Linked DNA regions of Sus scrofa: region 1 is linked to region 2. A link is a contact called in public HiChIP or PLAC-seq data. All regions are on one chromosome and are shown on one strand. The core of a region is the stretch at or near the end of the contact, and the rest is flanking DNA. Distances in the headings are between cores, read along the strand shown.

The links. HiChIP or PLAC-seq counts read pairs in DNA pulled down with a chosen protein or histone mark.
Region 1: a contact with region 2 is called in an H3K27ac HiChIP or PLAC-seq map of alveolar macrophages. The contact joins two enhancer-like sites. A contact is called at or near these places in 2 of 47 Hi-C or Micro-C datasets (embryonic fibroblasts and liver) and 1 of 2 datasets of contacts at active chromatin or transcription factors (alveolar macrophages).

What each region holds. Positions count from the first base shown.
Region 1 is chr15:117,935,901-117,942,414 of Sscrofa11.1, forward strand. No RefSeq gene overlaps it. Among named protein-coding and RNA genes, the nearest start is that of FN1, 200 kb to the left of the region's middle. Within about 2 kb of position 3,776, at least 5 of the 83 cell types and tissues checked have an H3K27ac peak or open chromatin away from gene starts, as enhancers often do. A contact at or near this core is called in alveolar macrophages, where this site is marked.
Region 2 is chr15:117,799,582-117,805,786 of Sscrofa11.1, forward strand. No RefSeq gene overlaps it. Among named protein-coding and RNA genes, the nearest start is that of FN1, 66 kb to the left of the region's middle. Within about 2 kb of position 1,495, at least 3 of the 83 cell types and tissues checked have an H3K27ac peak or open chromatin away from gene starts, as enhancers often do. A contact at or near this core is called in alveolar macrophages, where this site is marked.

The sequences.
Region 1 (6,514 bases), core at 2,526-5,025, 140 kb after region 2:
ATTTAAGTGACCTGTCACTCAAACTGCTTGTTCTTTCCACCAAACTGCATGAGAAACCATGGAAGAAGATGGTGACTTCCATGGAACATACCAAGAGGTTCCTCTGAAATAAACCTTGAGAAACTTGAGAAGGGGGGCAGAGAGAGGAAATAAAACTACATAGCTAACACTGGACATTGTTTTAAGTAAAGAGCTAGGTCAAATTTTGCACAAGCATATTCCACTGCTGCCAAAATTCGATTTATTGTGTTTTCGACATGCGTAGAGCCCAACCTAAGACACACACATTGCTGCTTCTGTCACTGCTGTGAAACCCATAGATTTTTTTTTCTCTGTTGTCTATCTTTCTGTCTCTCTTTTTCATTGTTTGTGCTGTTCTTTTTTCTCTCTGTATTATGTGATGTCAGCTCAGAGACTTTCTGTATTAAAATGGTAATTCCTATATAACAACAATCTAATAAAGTATGGGTGACAATAACATGTTTTCTTAGTCTTTAGAAAATGTGCTGGAACTTGCAAGGAGAAAAATTCATCTTCTTTTTTAAATTAGCATAATAAAATATATTAAATTGAATATGTATGGTGGGTAATAGCTTAGGGAAAAATGAATTGCATATTGTAGTATCTAGTCTGTTTGCAGACATATTAATGAAGACCCTATAACCTGTTTTTGTGATAAGCCTGCATGCTAAGGAAATAGGGCCCATATCACTGAGAAAAATTCTGGGCCTGCTAAACAGCTTATATTTTATAAATTTACATTGGAAAGGCAAACGTTTAAATTGGCCCATCTAAAACCTAAGACTGTGGTTTCGTGGATTCTTGATAATTGAAAACAGGGCTTCAGTGCACTAAATCCACCTCTTCTGGGCTCTTTGCCATACCACACTCCAATCTGAAAACACTTGTTTTAAAAGAAACCTCTTATACAAAGGCAGAAGAAAGAGGGAAACAGTGAGGAAGAAAAATTTTTATCAGCATATTAAAGCAAACATACTTGTCACTTGCTAAATACACTTTGCTTAGGTTGCCTCTCTGCTAATATCACAACTCTTCAAATAATGCTTAAGGTTCCTAAACCACCCATCTTGCTTTTGCAAACTGTATAGGAAGAAAGCCACCTGAGCCTGAAGGACTGGGCCACTGACTGTCCATCCCCACCAGTGACTACAAGTTTATAAACCCAGGAAGCCTGGCTGGGGGCACTTCCTGCTGCAGTCAGAACACAAGAAAGCATTGATTTTAATTCCGATGGCTGGCATGCACCATCACCATTATAAGGATTGTTAAATATGGAGAAAAATAGTACATATTTTCTAGGCAGAAATATTTTTAAAAAAATACTTAGGAAGAATTTACAATTTTGGTTGGAAATACTGGCAAAACAAAACTGCATGAAATATATAAATATTATGTATGCTGTTTTGGAGGTAGAAATAGAAATAGATTGCCAAATAAATTAAATCCCACTTCCTTGTTGGTTATTTATTGGTAATGATTTCATTTTAATGAAAAATATAGAAAATTTAATGTTTTGCAAAGTTTGAGTCTTTTTAATAAAAGAAAAAAAAAACAATAGCACAATTGGTGGGTCCAGTTGGAATTCTTTCTTATCTTTCCCCAAACCCTTTGGCCTCTCTTCCTCCTCGGATATAATTATATCTTCATCATTTGATATTCTAATTTTTTCACTAAGTACATACATAGCCATAAAATAATACTATTTTGGTGTTTTAAACTTGACATCATTCTGAAACTATCCTTCTGCAACTAGATTTTTATTGTTCCATTGTATGTTTGAAGAATATAGCCACCTTGGTAATATAACTCAAGTTCATTCATTTTAATTACAGGTTAGCATTCCATTGAATGAGTGTACCATAGTTTATCAATTTGCTCTCCTGTTGATGGGAGACTTTGATTTTAAACAATGCCACAATGAACATTCTTGTACATAATCTCTTTGTGTACATTGAGAGGGTTTCTCTCCTAGTACCTGGAATTGCTGGCTTCCAGGAAAGACACAGGTTTAGCTTTATTAGATCTAGATATTGTCAAATGCTCTCCAAAACAGTTATTTGGTTTTTTCCGTGTTTGCCTTCTTACTGTCTATTCTCCACACAGAAAGTCACATTGTGTCACCCTCTGCTCAAGACCCTGCATTGTCTCTCCATTACACGCCAAATGGTCAACAAAGCCCTAACCGATCTCATCCTGGCCTCTGTCCTTATTACCTCTAAGGCCTCTTTTTCTCACTTGCAGCTCCTCAAACACACCAGGTCCCTCCCCACTTAGGGTCTTTGTTCTAGCTGTTTGCTTTGCCAAACCAGCTCTTCTCCCTGACTCTGCAAAATTCTTCACTTTCTTTTAAGTCTTTGTTAAAACTTTACCCTAACAATGAAGCCTACTGTTATTATCTTGTCACACACTCCATCCCTGTTTTCTTGCTTGTTATTTTTCTTTCATAGTACCCACACCCTTAGACTGCAATGTATAATTTCTCAGACTAAATTATCTAATGTCTCATCTTCCCCCTAGGCTGACAGCCCCATGAGGGCAGGAATCTTTGTTGTATTCACTGACATACCGAAGCACCAACAACAGAGTCTGATGCCTGGTAGACATTTAATTAAATCTAGGAAAGGTGAATTGTGTATGTTTGTGATTCTCATTATACTTTACAGGATGTTAGCTGAGAAGGACTTGTGATATTTTTCTTGGTAATATATGGAGGCTTTGGTTTGAGAAATAACTAAAATTCAGTCCTTATTCAGAATATGAGCTCCTTATGGACAGGGACCAAGTATGTCTTTTTACCATTGTGTTCTTAATGTCAATATAATTGCCTGGCATACAGCATTTACTGAATGAATGAAGAGAGATCTGTTGAGAAGTTTACCCCACAATTTGAAAGCTGATAATATTGAAAGTTAGATTTGTCAACAGATCTAACAAACCTGACTTGTTGTAGATTTGCTCATCCAAAAAAACAAGCAGCTGACACTTCCTACTTCTAAATTTATTCATTGGGCCATGAATTGCCCTTTTTGGAAATCCTTTCCTTTTAAAAGTTCCTCTGTAGGGAATTCCCATTGTGGTTTAGTGGTAATGAATCCAACTACTATCCATGAGGACGAGGGTTCAATCCATGGCCCTCTCGGTGGATTAAGGAACCGGCCTTGCCATGAGCTGTGATGTAGGTCGAAGAGGCAGCTCAGATGCTGCATTGCTGTAGCTGCGGTGTAGGTGGGCAGCTATAGCCCCAATTTGACCTCTAGCCTGGGAACTTCTATATGCCATGGGTGAGGCCCTAAAAAGACCAAAAAAAAAAAAAAAAGTTTTTCTGTAAAATCTGATTGGGGAAGAGAAAGGATGGAAATTTGCTCAGTCGAACACTTGTTAGTAGAATATTTCTCATATTTGACTAATGATAAGAATCTTTCAGGGAATGTCTGTCAAAAATACAGATTCTTAGACCTAATCTCTAAATCAGAATCTCCAGGACAGAATCCTGAGAACCACCCCGACAAATTTTTTTATCATCAGATGTGAAAGGGAAACAAACCTTAGTAAACAGGATCCATTGTTAGGTCAAAGAACAACATGGTGCCTGAAATGTCTACAGGAGACAATGCCTACAAATAACTGTGTTCAAAATAATAGTCAAACCGCTGGTAGATGCAAGATAACCTCCTGCATTCTAGTCGAGTCTGTCCTTCTGCTGTGCCTACCTAACATGGTCATCGGGGCCTCAGGGAGCTTGGGAGTGACTCATAGCCCTGTGTTGATGAGTTAGTCATAGGGAGCACAACTGGAAGTGAGGAGGCTGCCTGCTGGTCCCAGCTGTTTCCAACAACCCATCTCCATTCTGCTTACATCAGCTGTGTCGCAGGTCGATGAAGAAGATAGAATGGAAAATAAAGGTCTGGAAGGAAGCAACCTAAGCGTCCATCAACAGAGAAATGGATAAGGAAGATGTGGTATATTTTATACAATGGAATATCACTCAGTCATACAAAAGAACAAAATAATGCCATTTGCAACAATATGGATGGACTTAGAGGTTATCATACTAAGTGACGTAAAGTAACTCAGACAGAGAAAGACGTATCATTTATCACTTATGTATAGAATCTTAAAAAGAGAGAGATACAATGAACCTATTTACCAAACAGAAATAGGCTCAGATATAGGAAACAAACTTATTGTTACCAAAGGGGGATGAGGGCATGAGGGATAAAGTAGGAGGATGGGATTAACACATACACACTCCTGTTGTAAAATAAATAACAACAAGGACCTAATGCATAGCACAGAGAACTGTACTCAATATTTTATAATAATGCATAATGGAAAAAATATGAAAAAGAATATGTATATTAATATATGTGTGTGTATGTAGGTGTGTGTGTGTATTTATATAACATACCTAAATCACTTTCTGTACACTTGATATTAATATGACATTGTAAATCAACTGAACTTCAATAAAAGAAAAGAAAGATCTAGGTTACTCAATAAAAGGGAAAAGTAACATTGCAAAACACAAGGAGAAAAGATGGGGTCATTTAGGCTTGTGAAGAACTATGGTCCAGGACTATTTTATCATTCTCCCAACATAGAAGCCTTTCTTTATACGGAGGTCACTTGGTATACATTTAACATATTCTACCAGATAGTGACATAGATATCAAGGTTCTAAACAGCTTAAACTATAATCCCCGCTTGAGAAGAAGAGGAGTTTACTACCTCTATTGTGTGTTTATATTTATTCTGTTGAAGTTGCTGGTAAAATTGGTTTTGAATGTAATTTTTCTACTTCAGCTTTTAAACATTTGTATTCTGAATCCTCTTCCCAGAATCTTTCCAGTAAAAGACATTTTATTAAAACCTACAGAAAGGGAAGTTGGTGGAAAAAGACCTATAATTTAATCAAATGAAAACCCTCTCCACTTTTAAATTTGGCATATGTTTTAGGTGCTCGTGTTTCCGGTCCATTTTAGTTATTTCATCTTTTTTCCCCTATTTTGGCAACCAAGTTGAATTTGGCTGATGGGATGAGAGGGGAAAAGGTACACTGGAGACCCTATGGGATTTCACAACTCTTTGCTGAAATCAGCACATGTTTATTAAGAGGTGGGCATGAAGCTTCCCATCTGCTAGTTTTCTCCAAGTGCTGACGGGAACATTCCAATTTCTAGCTTTAATATATATTTTAAAATTTCTTTTCTCCACCTACTCTAACCAGAGAGAGGCTGTCTCAGTGTCCAAAGACAGCAAAAGATAATGCTTTCATTTTTAAATACAGCATTGCAAGTAATAGAACCAGCCAAAACTTCAGGCTTACAGATATCTTTGCCAGCTTGCAAAATAGGTATTAGACTTACCTAATGATACCTACTCTTAGAATTGACCCTGATTTTTTCGGTTGTTGCCCCTCATATCCCTGTTTCAGGAGAAACCCAGACCTTGCTACAGACAGATACCCCCTGAGTCCTCCTCTAAAGGCAGTGGAAAAAGGAGAACTTTGGATCTGTTGCCAGCTTCCTTGAACATAGAAAATGCTCAGTTTTACTTGCTGGGAGTAATAGGGAGAGTCGGTGAGTGATTTCACTTTGCTCCATTTCAGGTCATATTAATTAACCTAATTTATGTCTTCTACTCCAGCTCTGCTCCCCTCCTTTCTCCATCCATTTCCATCTTAGCCTTGCTGATGCCAGCCTGCCTGGCAAGTCTCAGGGAGTCTCCCCAAACCTCTTAGTGGAAGTTGAGCCTATAATTCTCCTTCTCAGAGAATGGGTTCTAATTGTTTAATAATTTTTCCTGCAATTACTTCTTTACTATCTGTTGTAGACAGAGCTCTAAGATGTCCCTAAAATTTCCACCTCCAGGTGTATAAGCCCGTATAATTGCCTCCCTTTGAATGTGGGCAGGACCTGTGAATACAGTGACATATCATACCTGTAATTATGCACCAGTATATGGCAAAGATGAGGGAATTTTGCAGGTGCAATTAAGGTGCCTAATCAGTTGACTTTACGTTAATCAAAGGAATAGTATCTTGGGTGAGCTAGCCCTTTAGAAGAGGGTATAAGTAGTCCCTGGAGTCAGAGACACTAGCTTACTGGCCTTGAAAAACCAAGCCGACATGAGTTTCACAGCTGCAAGGAACTGAGTTCTGCCAAAAACCAGGAAGCTTGGAGGAGAACTTGGAGCCTCCAATGAGACAGGAATCCTTGCCAATGCCTTGATTGTGGCCTCATGAGACTGAGTGGAGGATCCAGCTGAGCCCTGCCTAGACTTCTGAACTGTGAGATAATAAATGGGTGTTGGTTTGGCTGCTAAGGTTGTGGTTATTTGTTATGTAGTAACAGAGAACTAATACAATATCTCAGAGGCAGTGACTCTGAGACCATGTGCCCAATGCCTACCACAGCATCTGGGCCTGAAAAGCTTGCTAAGTATTTACCAAAAGACAGACAGACCTGAATTGATGGCAGGTTCCATAGATGGT
Region 2 (6,205 bases), core at 245-2,744:
ACAATCTTACCGTCTATATTTCACTAAGAGTAATATATTACTACATTTTTTTCTTCTGGGAGAATGAGAGTTTTACCCTCCTTCCAATTTTGAGATAAATTGGTTTATCTTTTTCCCTCTCTGTTCTAGGTAGAGTTTGTTTTTTGTTTTTTTCCCCAAGAGGAAGGGGAACACCTTCCTGGAAAGGGACATATCCCATGGAAGCAGCATGAGCATTTGAATTCGATAAAATATGGAATTCCGGTTGTGGCACAGTGGAAACAAATCTTACTAGTATCCATGATGATGCAGGTTCAATCCCTGACCTTGCTCAGTGGATTAAGGATCCAGATCTCCCATGATCTGTGGTGTAGGTCGAAGATGTGGCTCAGATCTGGCGTTGCTGTGGCTGTGGTGTAGGCCAGTGGCTGCAGCTTCAGTTTCACATAATGCCTAGCCTGGGCACCTCCATATGTCCTGGGTGCAGCCCTAAAAAGACCAAAAAACAAAAAACAAAATTAGATTAAATCCCAGTTCAGCCACTTGAACAGTTAATATCTCTGAGCCTTCATTTCTCACATGCAAAATGGAATTAACAATATCATTCATGAGACTGCAGTGAGGAAAGGTTGGGATAATGCAGAGTGTTGTGCTACAAAGCTCTGTTCTCTTCCTCTTCCTGTAGAAGTAGAGGCCATATCACTAGAAAAACACTTTTTTGACCAAATAAACATGTTTTCAAATAAAATTAGTTTTCTGTTCATGAGTATCATATGAAAATGCCTGGATAAGACTTTTACAAAAATTGTAGGATATTGTTACAAAAGGTCTGATTTAAAATATTTTGGGAGTTCCTGTTGTGGCTCAGCAGAAACGAATCTGACTAGTATCTATAAGGATGCAGTTTCAATCCCTGGCCCTGCTCAGAGAGTTGGGGATCCAGTGTTGCCATGAGCTGTGGTGTAGTTCACAGACATGGCTCAGATCCCACATTGCTGTGGCTGTGGTTTAGGCTGGCAGCTACAGCTCCAATTTGACCCCTAACCTGGGAACTTCCATATGCCACAGGTTATGTGTGTATCATAAAAATCACTTTAAAGAGCCATGGATAGCCTCAAATAAACAGGTGGTCATCACCTAGGAGCTGAAAGTAGATCTATGAGTGTCTTAAAAATATTGTTTAGGAGAGCCTTGTCATATTTAGTAATAAGACAGAGATGATGAATAATGAACATTGGTTTCAAATAGGTCCATTAAAGGGAATGTCACAGGGTAGGTGTTCTGCAGACTGGGTGTGATTTGTGGCCAAACAGGTCTTTTGTGGATTTCTCTGGATAGAAGTACAGCATGAACCTGCCTTTTTTTTTTTTTTTTTTTTTTTTTTTAATAAATGATGGTTTAGGAGTGACTTATGAGTGATTGAATCAATTTCTCTGCCACCCATAAGCCGTAACATCTGTGGTTATGGACCACTGGGAGCTTCCTTTGCATGTCTTCTGGGATAGAGGAGATATAGAAAGAGAAACTAACCAAAAAAATCTGATGACTAAGCCAGAAGACAGAGCAGGAAACCTTTTCTGATAGGGTAAAGATAGTAACTTGGTAACAATTACACACGCCGTTAAATAGTTATTTCCAAGGCTAGGAAAATACAGGCATTCTATGTTGTGGAGAGGGTTTGAGGGTTTAGGGTTATTTGTGTTTGTGGTAAAGAACTCAGATGGGAAGTCTTTGTTTACTGCCTGAAGATTTAATAAATCAGTTTGCTTCCTGTCTTCTATCTCATCCACAGACAATATCTTCTTAAGTGGGATATTAAATTGCATGCATGAAGTCAAGCAAATGTGGAGAGGAAAATTGCCTTATTGAAACAGATCTCAGGATGTCCTTAACTCTCAGGAACATTAGGAAATTTTCAGAGTGCCTCACCAACCAAAGAGAAATGTTTAGGGCAAGATTTCATGCTATGTAAACCTCTGAGGCTGAAATAAATATTTGATACATATGGCAAGTCTAATAGAAGACCACTGCCCAATTCAAATCTGCATTGAGTGATAAAACAAGAAAGGAGCTTGAATGAAGGCCATAAATAAAGACATCCTCATTTTTTTTAAGACATCCTCATGCACAATCAAGATTTAGAAACAGAGTTTAGTTCTGAATTTGTCTTGGCTTTTGATAAAATATGAAACAAGGAAGAATGGGAGGCCTCCGTTTTAGAAAAGCAGGCTGATTACAATTTGGTGGATAAGACAATTTCACAAGCAAAGATTTTGAAAGAGTGCATGAGGAGAAATTGCAATGGTCCAAGAGGAAGTGATTAAAGCATTTCCCAAGAATTTCAGAAAACCAGGGTCAACATATAGTCACAGTCAGACAGCTTTCAGGAGGAGGTGGGAAGCAGACATAAGGATAAAGTGGTGGGAAGAGAAAGAAGTCCAAATCCAAGGTCACATCTGTTGTATAGACAAACCTTCCCTCTCCGTTGAGAGAGGGCTCCAGATGGGGGACCTGAAGAGGGAGCATTTGCATGAAAACGTTTTTATTTCTGAGGCCTAAAGCTGGATTTTGGATGTAACTCAAGTCTGAGAGAATTCAGATAGAAAATATAAAAAGTGGCAAAGACTAGCTCACCTCTTGTTTTAATCCTGCTTTGAAAATAAAATCTCATATTTGTCATAATTTTAAATGTATCAAAACATTTCATGATTATTATATCCTTAATCCCTGTGTGTCAGTGATACTCTCTAATAGGTTGTGAATGTCACAGAAAGTAGATGAGAGAAAAGGAATGAATATTCTTAGATGTTACGGAGCAGGTGCATCAGAGCTGAGCCTGATGTGTGGGGTCAAAAGGGAAGATGGGTTGAGGCAACTCTTTCTGGAGAAAATAGTGCCCATTTGCTACCTACTCATCAACTATCTGCTGATTCATGTGTATTATCTCTTTAATCCTAGAAGGAGGAAGTATAACTGCTGTTTATGATTGAGGAACCTAAGGCTCGGAGATATTAAGTAAATTGCCATCTAGCCAGTAGTGACAAAGCTAGAATTTATGTTTATTTCTGTCCAATCCCAAACCTACATTTTCCAACTACGTACCCTACCCACATTGCATTTGCATTGTTTTTGAAGTGATGTGTGTTATTGAATGTTTACATCATCCAAATCAAGTGTAAGACAAAAATATATTTCAGCTTTATTTTAGCTCATCTACCATTTCACATTACTTGTATTACTGCTCCTTTCTACTTTCAAAAGCAATAGAGATTAAGTACAAATCACAGCTCAATATATTTTGCTATCTTGAATCAGTTCAGCAGTTCTGTTAGTGTATTGGTACAGTGCCCTTTGATAGAGTTTTAAGGAGGTGGGCAGTATTGGGGAAAATCCAGTTGGCAGGAATATGTCCCCCTCCCCCATTCCTTCCTCCCTCTCAAAGATCCTTTGCTCACGTCTTATAGTAAATGATGAAGCACTCCCTTTCTGTTAGTTCTTGGATGTAATATTAAACTGGAAGAATTCCATGAGAGCAAACTTTGAAAAATCAGAAACACTGAATATTTAGAAAATCAAACAATAAAGCCTGCAGCAGCTGTGATGGACCCATTCATTGGCTATGATTCAGCCACATGTATTTGCAGCTGGGGTAGATTTTTTTTGACCTTTGAATAGAGACTGCTTTCTGCCTTCCTGACTTGGATCACCTCGGTGTCAGGATCCAGGTCATTTAAACGCAGTGGTTGTCTCTCAACCTTTTCATAAGTCAGTTCCTCAAATCATGGATGAATGGCACAAAGTGTTGGTTTTAGACAATTACTCACTTTACCCAAAAACCCTGAGGACCAACAGAAGAGGGAAAATCGTCATTACATACTTTTAACACTTTTGATTAATTTTCCACCAGAGTGCTTAAAAAACATTTTGATATGTCGTGAGAAATGAGGACAAAACGAGGTGAAAGGCTTTCTGGTAGTCTTTATACTCTGCTGAAATATGCACAACCAGCACTAGATAAAGAGGGTAAGAAGTTTGTCCTCTTCACCTTCATCCATCTTTTCCTCGGTCCCTTGCATCCACCTGTATTGCTTTCTTGCGGTTCAGAGCCCACCTTTTGTTTCAGCCTTCAGAGCTGCCTTTCTTTTGGGTAAATGTCCAGAATTTGATCTTCTTTTGCTCTGTCAATTCTGTCTGTTTTCTCAAGTTCCAGGTAAGTGACTAAACTGTTAAGCTATTCAATCTGTTAAACTGATTGTATTAAACTCTTAATGAGTAACAGGGGATATCAGGAGATCCTCCTTCCAGATACCACACATAAATGAATCTCAGCCAGAAGCCACCAGAAGAGAAGTCACCGTATTCTCTCGGCACCATTTAAATCACAACCTCAGAGTATAGGTTAGAGAAACCATTCACAGCCCACAAAACAATAAAGAAGCAACAATGAAATTAGGGCTAGATGGCGACACAAAGGATCCCTTTGACCCCAAATCTAATCAGCACATGGAGGTGGCCGCTGAGGTAGACCCCTAGAGAGGAAAGCAGAAGCTCATCGCTTTCTTAGCCTTTGGGAGTCAGATTCTCTGATTTCCAGGGTCAGTTTACCCACTTGTTCATTCTTTTATTCCCTCATTATTTCACATTTCCTGTACAACAATTTTGGGTCAGTCATATAGGATTAAATGCACCACACCTCTGTCATTTCTACAGTGAAAAGATTTGTCAATTTGCAACCAAGGAAAACAAAACTAGGGATTTAGTTTTGTCTTAGATAAAGACATTCTAAGATGCTTTGTCCATGAAGGTGCAAATCCTCTTATGTGTTTACTTTCTTAAAACTGGTATAAAAGAGAAAAAAAAATTTCAAAAGTATATTTTTATAAATGTTCACCATTTCATTAACAGCTAAATGATAGTCTTATTTCATTATGAGTTATCACAGGTTTGGGGGTAATGCAATAATCAATATTAACATTTACTGAGTACTAACTGTATGTCAAGAAACTGTGCCGTATGCTCAGCATGCATTTTTCATATTTAAACCTTAAGAAAAAACCCCCTATGAAACAGCTTCATTATTGCCTTCTTTTCCCAGATCAGAAAATAGATCTAGAAATGTTGGTCTCGCAACTGGTACTTAGAGCCTGGATTTGAACCCAGGCAGTCTGACTGCAGAGTCTGTAATGTTTTATTGTTGTTACCCTTCTTTACTCTTTTTTTTTTTTTTTTAATTTTAAAAAGCTTCAAACCATAGGAGTTCCCCTTGTGGCTCAGTGGCAAAGAACCCGACTAGTATCCATGAAGATGTGGGTTCGAGCCCTGGCCCCACTCAGTGGGTTAAGGATCCCAAGTTACTGTGAACTGTGGCATAGGTTGAAGACATGGCTTGGATCTGGTGTTGCTGTGGCTGTGGTACAGGCCAGCAGCTGAGGTTCCAATTGGTCCTCTAGCCTGGAAACTTCCATATGCCCTGGGTTCAGCCCTAAAAAACAAAAAAGTGCAAACCATAGAATCTTGAAAATATAGTACAGTGAGCATTTGTTAATCCTTTGCCTAAGTTCAATGAACATTAATATTTTGTTATATTCTTTCTATATGTATATATGTATTACATGTATGCATGTGTATACATGTACATATATGTGTATACATATGTGTGTGTGTATTTTGGAAAAATAATTTGAAAGTCATTTGCAGAAACAGTATTTTTAAGAACAAGTATATTCTTCCATCCAGGATCAGATATTGCATTTGGATGCCAAATCGCTTTAGTTCCTGTAATCTAAGAAAGTCATCCTATCTTTTTTTGTCTTTTAGACACTGATATTTTTGAAGACACTGAGCCAGTTATCATAGAAGATAAATTTGTCTGATTGTTTCCTTATGATTAGAATCAAGTTAAGCACTTTTATCAAGAATACTGCATAGATAGTGTATACCTCCCATTACTTTTCTTTAAAAAGCACATAATGTCAACTTATCTGGTGAACCAGAATATCTCTCTTTTGTAAAGATACCCTTTTTCCTCTTTTTTGATGCTCAAGTTGCACCAAACTGGGACCCTGGAAAACCCTTCCAAGCCAGCCGCTATGTTCATTTGAAACATATTTATTAGTGTTTGTGTATTTCCTTGCTTTTTCTCTTGATAGTTATTTTATACTTTTTCTATTCTGGACCTGGAACCAGCCATCTCTCTGAGGATCTTTCATTTATTTTAATGAGGAAT